Linked DNA regions of Mus musculus: regions 1, 2 and 4 are each linked to region 3. A link is a contact called in public HiChIP or PLAC-seq and promoter capture Hi-C data. All regions are on one chromosome and are shown on one strand. Each heading gives the region's core, a stretch centred on a gene start, on an enhancer-like site or on the middle of the called end of the contact. The rest is flanking DNA. Distances are from core to core; before and after follow the strand shown.

What was found. Promoter capture Hi-C pulls out the DNA fragments that hold promoters and counts their contacts. HiChIP or PLAC-seq counts read pairs in DNA pulled down with a chosen protein or histone mark. Capture Hi-C pulls out chosen DNA fragments and counts their contacts.
Region 1: a contact with region 3 is called in an H3K4me3 HiChIP or PLAC-seq map of embryonic forebrain, with 6 times the contacts expected there. The contact joins the promoter of 4930557F10Rik here to the promoter of Zfp184 in region 3. A contact is called at or near these places in 9 of 39 promoter capture datasets (the C10 cell line, cranial neural crest, embryonic stem cells and 4 more), 13 of 484 Hi-C or Micro-C datasets (cortical neurons, differentiating embryonic stem cells, embryonic fibroblasts and 5 more) and 14 of 115 datasets of contacts at active chromatin or transcription factors (astrocytes, differentiating embryonic stem cells, embryonic forebrain and 6 more).
Region 2: a promoter capture Hi-C map of pre-B cells shows a contact between it and region 3, with 7 times the contacts expected there. The contact joins the promoter of Zfp322a here to the promoter of Zfp184 in region 3. A contact is called at or near these places in 17 of 39 promoter capture datasets (the 3T3-L1 cell line, 3T3-L1-derived adipocytes, the C10 cell line and 11 more), 3 of 484 Hi-C or Micro-C datasets (B cells, CD4 T cells and olfactory sensory neurons), 8 of 115 datasets of contacts at active chromatin or transcription factors (astrocytes, differentiating embryonic stem cells, embryonic stem cells and 4 more) and 3 of 9 other capture datasets (adipose tissue, liver and macrophages).
Region 4: a promoter capture Hi-C map of liver shows a contact between it and region 3, with 4 times the contacts expected there. The contact joins the promoter of H1f2 here to the promoter of Zfp184 in region 3. A contact is called at or near these places in 3 of 39 promoter capture datasets (the SN4741 cell line, cranial neural crest and pre-B cells), 5 of 484 Hi-C or Micro-C datasets (CD4 T cells, CD8 T cells, Th1 cells and 2 more), 7 of 115 datasets of contacts at active chromatin or transcription factors (cardiomyocytes, double positive thymocytes, embryonic hindbrain and 4 more) and 2 of 9 other capture datasets (liver and macrophages).

Annotation. Positions count from the first base shown.
Region 1 is chr13:23,311,999-23,314,818 of GRCm38.p6, forward strand. It overlaps 4930557F10Rik (RIKEN cDNA 4930557F10 gene), which reads right to left and starts at 1,409. Exons shown (of 2, transcript NR_126444.1): 1 at 991-1,409. It overlaps 4930586N03Rik (RIKEN cDNA 4930586N03 gene), which reads left to right and starts at 1,527. Exons shown (of 4, transcript NR_131052.1): 1 at 1,527-2,027; 2 at 2,181-2,317.
Region 2 is chr13:23,367,548-23,370,584 of GRCm38.p6, forward strand. Zfp322a (zinc finger protein 322A) reads right to left here and starts at 1,661. Exons shown (of 5, transcript NM_001111107.2): 1 at 1,588-1,661; 2 at 573-658. The region is part of intron 3 of 4930586N03Rik (RIKEN cDNA 4930586N03 gene); the gene reads left to right.
Region 3 is chr13:21,943,828-21,946,835 of GRCm38.p6, forward strand. Zfp184 (zinc finger protein 184 (Kruppel-like)) reads left to right here and starts at 1,267. Exons shown (of 6, transcript NM_183014.1): 1 at 1,267-1,372; 2 at 1,729-1,972. The coding sequence starts at 1,966.
Region 4 is chr13:23,737,389-23,740,535 of GRCm38.p6, forward strand. H1f2 (H1.2 linker histone, cluster member) reads left to right here and starts at 1,419. Exons shown (of 1, transcript NM_015786.3): 1 at 1,419-2,143. The coding sequence starts at 1,461. The coding sequence ends at 2,099.

The sequences.
Region 1 (2,820 bases), core at 159-2,658, 1.4 Mb after region 3:
AGCTAGAGAAAGCACCCAAGGAGCTGAAGGGGTCTGCAACCCTATAGGTGGAACAACAATATGAACTAACCAGTACCCACAGAGCTTGTATCTCTAGCTGCATATGTAGCAGAAGATGGCCTAGTCGGCCATCAATGGGAAGAGAGGCCCCTTGGTATTGCAAACTTTATATGCCCCAGTACAAAGGAATGCCAGGGCCAAGAAGCAGGAGTAGGTGGATAGGGGAGCAGGGCGGAGGGAGGGTATAGGGAACTTTCAGGATAGCATTTGAAATGATATAAAGAAAATATCTAATAAATAAATAAATAAATAAATAAGAATGCTCATTTTGGGCTGGAGAGATGGCTCAGTTTTTAAGAGCACCAACTGCTCTTCCAGAGGCCCTGAGTTCAGTTCCCAGCAACCACATCATCTCAACCATCTGTAATGGAATCTGACGCCCTTTTCGGGTGTGTCTGAAGACAGCTACAATGTACTCATATATGTAAAATAAATACATAAATCTTTTTTTAAAAGAATTTTCATTTTTCTTGCCTTTCTTTACTTCTATTTTCAAGATTTCTTGAAGCTGGAAAATTTTATGAACCACGCGTTGTTCTAACTAGAAAGTTTCTCTGAGCAGAAAGAAAATTCTGTAAGAGAGTAACAAATATCTCGTTGCAATGATTCCTGACCAGTTTGTGGAACCCAGAGATACTGGTCACAGCACAGTCTACTGGCTCAGTAGTCATAGAGACAAGACGCTCTCTAGCCACGACGGAGTTCGCCTGTTGCACAGTTCTCCTCGTTGCCTCTAAGTGACAATTTGATAACCTTTCCTATTTTTACTGAATTTCGGAATCCTCCCGCCAAAAACATTTGGGTAACACAGTGGGGTTGTCCAACGCTCATTCCGTCCTCCTTTAATGAAGTAGCGAAGGAATAAAAAACTTGAGATTCTGAAATGAGTATTTTCAGGTCACCCAAGAAATACTTACGTCTGGCACTTACGGTCTGAGCATCTCCAGAGCCTCGGCGACAAAAGGGACAAACCCAAGGCGATTCGCACGGAGTCGGACGGAGCCAGCGCTGACCACTGCAGGACCCGATGCCTGGATTTCCCTTCTACCAGGATAGAATGAGCCAGCTTGAAGTCTCCTCATCCTGACGTCTAAGGCAGCCCCTCGTCGCTGAGACAAGGAACTTTGGTGACAACCAAATCTGTGACTCCGAAGTCGCCCTCAACTTCCGAGTCTGTAACTGAGACCAACGCAGAGCATCTGCCTCCACCTCCCAGTCGTTTGTTCTTTGGTGAAAAGACGCTGTTCTGCCGTTCTTTGATGAAAAGACACCGTTGGTCCTGTTCTCCAGGGACCCTCTGAGCTCCAGTCCCCTAACGGGTGGTCTTGCTGTGGTGACAACCACCAAGTAGACCGAACAAAGGAGGATTCGAAAAAGGCGCGACGCGTGAAACGTCACGCACAGCTCCTAGAAACGTCACAAGCCACCGCACCACACTAAACTCAAAACTGCTTTTACAGCCAAGCTGTCTCCGACAGCCGGTCCACAAGCTCTGCCGGGTCATTTCACACTGTCAGGGATATTGATTCAGTAACCGTCCAAGGTTAGAAAACCCGTGAGCGCGCAGCTGAAGAGGACCTTACAAAACCTTCTCTGAAGTTAACCTCGGAAATCCTCGTCCTATATGCCCCATGAATTGCGTCTCCGACTGGATTATCCAAACTAGTGAGCCTCTGCCGAGTGTGCACAGCGGACTTGGGCACAGCGAGCTTGATTATATTTCAGCAGGGTAGTTAACTCTTTGGGTGATATGGGGAAATGGAAATCTCATTCACTGACCTAGAATGAGAGGGAAGAGATGAGTGCCGGCATCCTGCTCTTTATGTCCTTCCGGAACTCTCCAATCTGTGTCGTGGAGTATTCACCACAGAAGACTTCTTGGATATGAATTTCAGCCAAGTCTTCATTAGCCGGCAGTGACCACGCTGAATTTCAGGATCCAAATGTAGCACCGAACCTTTCACATGGTGAGCCTTTAAGCACAAAAACCATGCCATGGGTTGACGTACTTCAGTTAACACAAACAGCCAGAAGCAGAACTACAAAAGCCAAGGGCAAAGTTTTAGAGCCTTTTCCAGAAGTATGGACTTTGATTGACTAGGTCTTTGTTTTTGTTTTAGCAGGCAGTGCTGTCTACATGTTGAGTTTTTGTCCTGAATGGTACTTCCACCATGGAGTCTGTTGTGCTAAGGACTGGGGGCCTACTAAGGTCTGGACTCCTGTTATAGCCCTAGACTTCCATGGGCATTGTCCTCTGGTAAGTATCTTCAAGTAGGGTATATTTGCTGGTTAAAAAAGCAAATAAAAGTCATACATACATACATACATACATACATACATACATACATATCTTTTATATTAAAATATAAATAAAAGCTGGGTGGAGGTGGTACATGCTGTTAATCCCAGCACTTGGTAGGAAGAAGCAAGCAAATTTCTGTGAGTTTGAGGTCAGCCTGGTCTACAGAGGGGACTTCAGGACAGCCAGGGCTATAAAAAGAAACCCTGTCTCAAAAAAAAAAAATTAAAATAAACAGTTTATATATACACATGTGTACATGTCTGCTCCTGTGTAAAGACCAGGGAACAACATGTCCTTCTTAAGCCACCATTGGGTGTTTTGATTTTTGTTTGGGGACAGTATTCCTTTGGCCTGTAACATGCTGACTAGGCTAGACTAGTCCAAGGAACCCCAGGCACCGTCCTGGCTCTGCCTGTCTACAGTCAGGACTACAAACACAGCCCACCACACCAGCTCTT
Region 2 (3,037 bases), core at 411-2,910, 1.4 Mb after region 3:
AAGAGCAGACAAAAGTTCAAATAGACAGGCTAAGCAACAAAACTTCAGAGCTCAAGATTCTTTTCGGTTAAAGGATATATGGGATGATCAAACAGTAAGTATTTAACGTATTGTCTTAAAAACCATACTTGCTGTACAGCCTCAGACCAGGGGTTGCCTCAATTTTCATTGATTACATGGATTATGGACATTTAATCCTCCCAAGAACACTGTAAAATCAAATATTACCACCATCTTACTGATAGAAAACCTGTTGCTATGACAGTTACCTAATTACACAAGAACTCACAGGCAGTTAAGTAACAGAGCCAGGTTTAAATATCCATCCTAGAGCCTGTCTGAGCATTGGGCACACTGCCTTCTTTGTATGGTAAATCAAAAGAAGGACAATTGTTGCAAATCTGCTGTGTATGCCTGTTAGAAAAATAGGTGTACTGAAAGGTTATCAAAGGGCCACTATGTTAGTCACCAGAAAGACCCTTTTCCTTTTCCCAAGTATGTTTTACCTTCTTTCTTGTCCCATCCCTACTCCAAAATTCACATTTATATAGAAACAGATGTATGCCACTTACCTTAACAAGAACCCAACGATTTATTTTTTTCAGATCCACAAGGTCTCTAATCCAGAAGTACTCATAATATTTAATTCTTCCCTCTCCTAGAGGAAAAAAGCAGCAATGTTGAATGAGCATGACTGCAAAGCTTACATTTTTCCTTTTAACAGTAGGCCATTTAAATAATGTCCCATGCACTCTCCAATCCTGACATCATCCTTCAGCAAAATTTTGCTCATTCTAATGTTTCCGTTCCTCCTTCAAGAAGCCGTTTCTTTCTGACCTGCTCTACACAAAATAACAAGAATTCTTCTAGCTGAGAGATTTTTAAGTTCAGAACAAAGCCCTGGGCCTTGTTTTTCTTGCTGTTAAGACGGGGAGAGTCTCACGTAGCTTAGGCTAGCTTCAAAATCGCTAGGCAGCTTAAACTGGCTTTTAATTCCCTATCCTCCTACCTCTACCTCAAACGCTCAGGTGACTGATAGGCGCATTATTATTTCAACTTCTGAGATCAAGGATTCATTCCTCGTGCACTAAAACCTGTAGGAATACGATTCATGAATGCAATGTTACACAGGACCAAGGCTGCTAAAAATAAATGACTATGGAATGCTTTGAGCAAACAGATTCTGCAGATTCCGGGGAACTCAACTAATCTCCGCCCTTAAGGCTGGGGGAGGGTCCCCCCAGTGCCCATGGTTGTCTAGACATTCAGGAAGGCTCCAGACTGCATTCGAGCCTGGCTCCATTACTACCTCCAGGACAGTCTCACAGGTTTCTCCTCCCAACTTTTCGTTGACAGCGACAAGAAGGGCGCCGCGCCTGGCCCGGACCCCTCTCACGGCCAAGGACCTCGAGGACCCGCTGAACGCTTACTCCGCCGCCCAGGGCGGCACTTCCGGTGACTGGACCCTCAAGCCGGAGCTTCCGGGGCCGAGCACTCGGCGATGGCCGATTCGGTCCCACGGTCTCCTAGGGAAGGAGAGTGGGCCGAGATGCTGAGAGGTCGGCAAGCCAACCGCCGGATACCAACCTGGAGAAGCGGTCCCCGCACACCACAAGGCCAAGACAAACCGCTCTCACCAGCAAGGACAGGGAGGCGTAGCCACGCCCCGAGGCACGTAACTACCCCTCATAGGGCTGCACCGGGATTCCGGGCCAATAAGCACCGGACCTCCCGAAATGGGCGGAACCTGAGCGCGCCTGCGCCCTGGCTCTTTCGCGTCCGACAACTACCTTTTCAGCTCCTGGAATTTGGGACTGCAGCAGCTCCGGTACCCACTGAATTGAAACCGTGCCCTGCGCCCGGTACTGCGGCTCTGAACTTCTGTTTTCTTTCTCCACGGCTGTTCAAATCAAGAGTTAGGAGTAGTGTCTCAAGGATAGATGCAGCGGACTCGGTTTTAAATACCTTGAAAAGCCGGAGAAGTGGAGAATTACAAAGGCTCTTTGGTGCTGTCACTCATGCCAGCAAACTATGAGAAGCTTTGAATAGGCAGCGGCGGCGTGGCCTTATTGCTGGAGAAAGCTGCGGGGAAACCGTGTTGAAAGGATTTCTGTCCTTTCTGATTGCGATTCTAGGCTGAAGACAGATTCAGAAAAAAAAACAAAAAACAAAAAAGAACAGTCAATATTTTCCCTACTTGAAAAAAAAAATGTATGTAGGCTGGCGAGATGGCTTCTGTCGAGAGTGAGGAGCAAAGAGTGCTTCTTGCTAAATAAAACCTCGCGACCTGAATTTGATCTCTGAGACCAATGTCAAAAGCGGAAAGAGAGAACTAACCGTAAAAGTTGTCTTCTGACAGGCATACACAATAATAAGTATATAATACACACACACACACACACACACACACACACACACATATATATATACTATACACATACACACATGTATATAACAAAAACCCTCACATGGGAAGTGAGTACTAGAATTCTCTGGTCTGGAGAAGAACTTGGATTGGCTGTTAAATTCTAGAGTTAGGGTCTGAGGATGGCAATTATGTATTCTGAATTCACTAATTCCTGTTTTCAGAATTTGCAGAATTTCTGCAGCTTATTTTAAATTAAAATTTTAAGACAAAAAATCCCACCAGTGTCATTCAAATATTTAAGTTTTTTTTCTTAGACTTATTTTCTATGTATGGGTGTTTTATCAGCATATATGTGCACGTGGTGTGTGCGCGCGCACTCTAGGAGGATGTCAGATCCCCTGGAACTGGAATAATGCATGGTTTATGAGCTACCATGTGAGTGCTGGCTGGAAAATGAACCAGGGTCATCAGCAAGAGCAAGTGGTCTTAAATGCTGAGCCATCTCTCTAGCCCTAATTTTAATATTTAAATAACTTTTTATTAACTGTTTTTAGTGTAAGATGTACCAAACACAATTCGAATCACACTATAGAATGAGCTGTGTATGGCTATATTAGGAAGAAATGTACACATGTTATTGCAGGAGAGTATGTGTTTATGCCATCCCCT
Region 3 (3,008 bases), core at 17-2,516:
CCGCTGAGCTATCTCACCATCCCCAGCATCCATCTTTTAAGAATAATTTAGTTTAAATGCTATAACTCAGTAATTCTTCTAGCTTCTACTCATAATCAAATTTCAAAGTCACTTTCATGTGTCCAGGCATTTATTTCAACAGAGCCCCATTCCCAGAACCAAAACCTGTGAGGTGCTCCTAGCCAGCAAACAGAAAAGCTAGTGTTAGAAGTCTGGTCCTAAGCATGCAGTCTTCTATAAATTCTAGTTCCAAGGGCTCCTACATCCTTTTCTGGACACCAAAGCATGTCCCTTCACATATGCCCACAAACAGACACATAAAATCAATTAAAAAAAAAAAACTAAACATGATTGCTGTTTGCATTCTCTTTTTTATCGAATGTCTTGTTGCAACCATTTCTCTAAATATCATCCCCTTTCCTTAAAGTTTTCATGTGTAGCATTATCATTTCCAGGTCTGGTGCTCTCAGCTAAGGAGGGGAGCCACTTTAGCCCTTCTGTCAAATAACTGGGGAGGAACAGAAGCCCTTAGATGAGTGGGCCACATCTTTGAAACATAAAAACCTATTTGTTGCAATCTTCTGTGTTCGTCTAGAGCACTAATGGATATGCTTTAAGTGCTAGGCAAGGAAACGTGCAGTATGTAAAATACTGTACCATCACCTTCTCCCGGCTTCTTTAGTATTTAAAAAAAAAATGAGAGTCGTTTTTCGAAGACATGAAAACGAAAAAATATTTTCAAAACGACAAATACCATATAAATGAGAATGCAGACCAACCAGGTAATAAAAGTAGGGTTGAACGATGAAATGTACGCTTGCATTTTGAAATTCTCTGTGAGGGGAGGTCAGATCCTTAGGAGGTGGAGAAGGTGGATCAGGATTTCAAGGCCAGCCACATGTATATAGCAAGTTCGAGACCAGCCTGAGGGGCATGGTACTGCCCCCAACATCTCCGCCCAAAACCCTGAGGGTGTGTGAATATTGGTTACAAACGCTATATATGGCCACCTCTGCTCACAATCCAAATCACTGGACACAAACGGTAGGCAGGTTCAACCTCCCGAGCCACCAGGAGGGACTGCAGCATTTGTGGAAACCTGGGAAAAGTAATTCAGAAACACTGCGCGTTGCATTCTGGGAATTGTGGTCCTTTGTGTTCCCCGGTGAGGCGCTCCTGTGTGTTGCGGGGAGGGGGAAACCAAGGGAAAGGGTCTACGCGACCGGAAGTGACCGCTAAGCCGACTGTGGGCGTGGAAAGGGGTGGGCGTTTGGCTCGTCCCACGGCGTAAACTCACAGCCTGAGTTTTGATGACCATCCCAGGTCATCTGGATCCAGGATCCTTGGAGTGCGTCACAAGACTGGAGTCCAGGTATCACCATGGCAACCACCAGCGCCTTGGGTGTGTGACGTCACCTTGCGGGCTCGCGTAGTGCGGCATGCGCGGGAGGAAGCCGGGGAGTCAGGGAAGGGGGCGCGCCTCCCCTCGGCGTTGCCGGGGACCGCGGGTTCCCCAAGGCTTTGTTCCTTTGTTCTGGGCCGGGCCAGCAAAATGCGGAGCAGCCCGCCTTTCTGGTGTGCCCCGCAACAGGTGTGTCTGGCCGCCTGGGAAAGTGGGAGATCGCAGACCCTGTGGAGGGCGGGTGGCCAAGACTAGGTGGGCGCCCAGAGTCTCTACTGCAGCGAGGCAGAGCTGTTCGCTCCCTATTCACTTTTTGTTTCTTGTAGCAATCCAAACTTCCCCTGTGCACGTCCGATCTTGGACAGGACCTCTTGGCTACTCTGTACGAGTCTGAGGTGCGACTGTAAGACGCGTGCTGCAGAGTGTATCCTGTGCCTGGTAGGCCAGTCTCGTAGAGCATAAGACACCTACTCTGGAAGGAGAGCGGGACATCCAAGTCCCAAACTGAAGCTGCCCAGGTATCCACGTGTCCAAGTTCTAGCGGAAGACGTAGAGCTCCTGGGATGGCAGGTAATGGCAATGGCCAGGGCAGAGAGGACTGGTGTATGGCGAACTGAGAGGTGGGAGGAAGAAGTAATGTGGCCAGGGGTAAAGAAACCTAATTACATCATCGAAAGAGGCTTGAAAGAATTAATTCTGAGTTCTGGACATCAGAATTTGAAAAGGAACAACAGTTCAGAATATCTGATCCTCTTGACATTTCTCTTTTATTACATTTCCGAATAGAAAACTTTAGTCAGAAAAAAAAAGGTGTTTTAACTTATTGCAAAGATTAGTTTTGAAATATCTTGCAGAAAGCAATTTTTTCAAGCTTGTTCTGGTGCAAGTGTGTGTGTGGACTTAAACTCACCATTTGGGTGCAAATGTTTCCTTGTTTTTTAGTTCCTTTTACTAACAGTGCCTAGTCCTGTAACCTGTGTGTAGATCTTAAAAGCACCAGATACTGTCAGTAATTTTACAATGATGCCGTTACCTGTGAATTCAGCTGTTAGAACTCCTAAGTTCCCTGTCAAGCAGCCTAAGTCTCATTTCCTATGATAGGTCCATATAAGATCGCTAGACTTCTTTGAGTAGTCTTTTCCTAGTTAGCATATTTCTTACATTGCAATGCCTAAAACTAAACAGTTCTTTAAATGTCCTTTTAAAAATACCTAAGAGTATGATCTATTACTATCTTTCCCTTATCACATTTTTGTTAATTTTTTTAAAAAGATTTTGTTTTATGTGTATAAGTGTGTGCTTGCATGTCTTTACTTTCGTTAGGTATGGGAGAGTGTCACTGAATAAACTCACTGGGACCCACAAGGTTTTGCGTCCTTAGTGCTGGGATTAAAGGCATGCACTATTATACCCTACTGTTTACTCATGCTTTATGTGAAGCAGAGAGGACTCAGCAAGAGTGCCTTGCTTCATCAATGAGGACTTCACATTTCTCTGTATGAACCATGTGAAGTGTCAAGAGACAAAGATGAATATTAAGGCAGAGTTTGGTTTTTGTTGTTTGTGTGTTTGTTTGTTTGTTTGTTTGTTTCTGCTGAGCCTTCTC
Region 4 (3,147 bases), core at 169-2,668, 1.8 Mb after region 3:
CAATTTGTATAACCTTGGGACTTTACCACGCTTTAGTGCTGACAAACTCATCACATGTTTTTATGTAGACATATACTTAAACAGAGATTTCTGATAAAATTAGGGGAACTTCCTTTGCCCCATGTATTAATTATACTAGCAGAGAGTTTATCTTGTATTTTCTCTAACAACAAAACCATGTTGTAGTTATTGAAATATGAAGCTGAAAACCTTAAGCTAACAAAGCAAAGTTGACTAGAATGCAGATTGCCATATTCCGAGGAACTGAGAAGAGATGACATACAGCTGTCCACTATAGATGACATGATAATTTGTACTTATCTTGTCTCTTATCTTATTGGTAAAATTGGTTACATTTTCTATTTCAAATATTTAGCTTGTTCAAATCTATGCCAAAGGTAACCTTTGGAAAGCCAGTAAGTTTACTGACATCTGCATCTCATAGTCTCCAAGTCTAGAAGGTCCTCCTGTACTAAGACAAACTATTTTCTAGATTAGAATTCCCGTGCACTGAAACTTATATCTGTATTGCTGCCAAATAAGCAACTAAATCCTCATCACTTTAAAAACAGATCTTTCAAAGACTCTAATTTGGCATTTGGGGGAGAGGAGGGCTCATATAGACTTTTAGGGTTCCTTTCCCTTCTTATTATCTTTATTCTTCAGAGCTAGACCCCTACCTTGCAAAACTCAGAGGGGAACCAGGAGCTTTAAAAATATAGCCCAAGGTCTCCCTTTATAGAAGTCAATGGGGTGCCCCGCCCCCACCAATGTAAAGCATTTTAAAGTCAGTGTCTTTAAATCAGATATTTAAGTCCTAACCCCCCCCACCACATTATACACCCCCAAGGCCTATGAACCCCCTCTCAATTTACCCCAAGTGTTTTATACTGGAAATCCCAGTCCTAGTCCATAGTTGTGGTGGGTCTGTAATCAGAAGTCACTAAGGACTTGTGTTACTTCCCTTGCGAAGAAACAGAATAATTGTGAAAATTTAGGCGGAAATCGTTTCATTTTTGTCCCTAAATTAAGGGAAGGATGTGCTCTATAATCCCTGAGAAAAAGAACTTTCAAGGGCAAAGGAGCGACCAGGTAATTTAGAAGAAAAACAGAAAGTGGTCTCTATCTACCCCGGACTTCCTTTGGAGTTGGGGGAATTAGGGACTCCTAGGCGCGTTGTCTTTAGGGATGAGGAAAAAATAAACATATATCCTGAAGCCTGAGACTTCTCGGATCCTTTACCGACCAAACTCGAGAGATTTGGTGCAAGATATTTTAATATTTTCTCCTTTTTGTGAAGTGTAACAAACACAAGTTGGGCGCAGCGCGGCTGCTCAGAGCTTGCCAGGCAGGCCGCTGGAGCACCAATCAGCGCGCGCCTGCGCTCTATATATACAGCGCCGGGCCCGCGCTACTCTATCGGCGTACTGCCACTAGTTCCTGACTTCCAGAGACTCATCATGTCTGAGGCTGCTCCTGCTGCCCCCGCTGCCGCGCCCCCTGCGGAGAAGGCGCCTGCCAAAAAGAAGGCCGCCAAGAAGCCCGCCGGGGTGCGCCGTAAGGCGTCCGGACCCCCGGTGTCCGAGCTCATCACCAAGGCTGTGGCCGCCTCCAAGGAGCGCAGCGGCGTGTCCCTGGCTGCGCTCAAGAAGGCGCTGGCGGCCGCGGGGTACGATGTGGAGAAGAACAACAGCCGCATCAAGCTCGGCCTGAAGAGCCTGGTGAGCAAGGGCATCCTGGTGCAAACCAAGGGCACCGGTGCCTCCGGCTCCTTCAAACTCAACAAGAAGGCGGCTTCTGGCGAGGCCAAACCCCAGGCTAAGAAGGCAGGCGCGGCCAAGGCGAAGAAGCCCGCGGGAGCAGCCAAGAAGCCTAAGAAGGCGACTGGTGCTGCCACACCCAAAAAGGCGGCCAAGAAGACCCCGAAGAAGGCGAAGAAGCCCGCGGCGGCGGCTGTGACCAAGAAAGTGGCCAAGAGCCCAAAGAAGGCGAAGGTCACCAAGCCCAAGAAGGTCAAGAGCGCGTCTAAAGCCGTAAAGCCAAAGGCTGCCAAGCCCAAGGTTGCCAAGGCCAAGAAGGTTGCAGCCAAGAAAAAGTAGGCTGCCTCCCCTAACAATCCAAAAGGCTCTTTTCAGAGCCACCACTCCCACTTAAGAGCTGTGACATTTGTGTGATTAATGAAGCAAGGTTGCAAGGGACTCGATCCCGGCAGCACTCGCTCCCCCGGTGGGATGGGTGGGGTTGCGTGTCCCACCTAGACTTGTTTGTGCTGGGCTGCTCAGGAAGTGCTATGGGCTGGAACACCCTCCCACGGCTGTCAGCAGCAGAAAGCAACCCTCGGCGCTAGTTCGTATTGGACTGCAAGGTGATTTGAAAGTTCCGCCCTGCTTGTGGGTTGGCTCACTCCGGCCCAGGACTCTAGTTCTTCGTTTGATTGGGCGCCATCCCGAAGTTTGAGCTTCCTGCCTGGAGAAACGCATCCGGGGCTTGTAGGTGGCTTCTATGCTCAGCCTCTTGTGGGGGTTAGCCTGGAAGTTTGGGAGAAGGTGGGGTGCTGGCGCCAACGAACTGCCTTCCTTAATATTAAAGACATGGGGTAGCTGCCGGAACGACTAGCCTGCACAGTTAAGTTGGACTCGGGACTGAGACGATTGCTTCTCGTACTTTCGGTTTGTTTGCCACAGCGATGGAGTTGTGGGTTGAACTGCGTCACAACCTTTTGTCAGCCATTTTTTTTTCAAGTTTTTTACCATTACCAATTACACTTGCTTTGCCTTATTTTGATCAGCATAGTTGTAGATTAACTTTGTTTTGCCTCAGCTTCCCGAAGCGCTTGCTTTATACGTGTGTGTCGTCACTGAAGATTGACCTTGTATGAATACTGAGGTTTCTTGGTAATGCTTTGTACAATCCAAAATGTTAAATTGGCTATCTGTTGAAAGTGTATGCTTCTAATAAAAAGCGTTTAGTTTTCATTCACTGTTGGACTCTTTCATACCCACAGTCTTTGAGAGATTCAGATTGCTGATTTGTTGCAGCCTGGATCATATTTCTGGTGTACCCTATAGTGAGATGTGAAACGTGCTTTTTGGAGACCTAAACCAGAAATTTGTTCAGTGGATCCAGTGTTGATTTCAGTGACCTAAG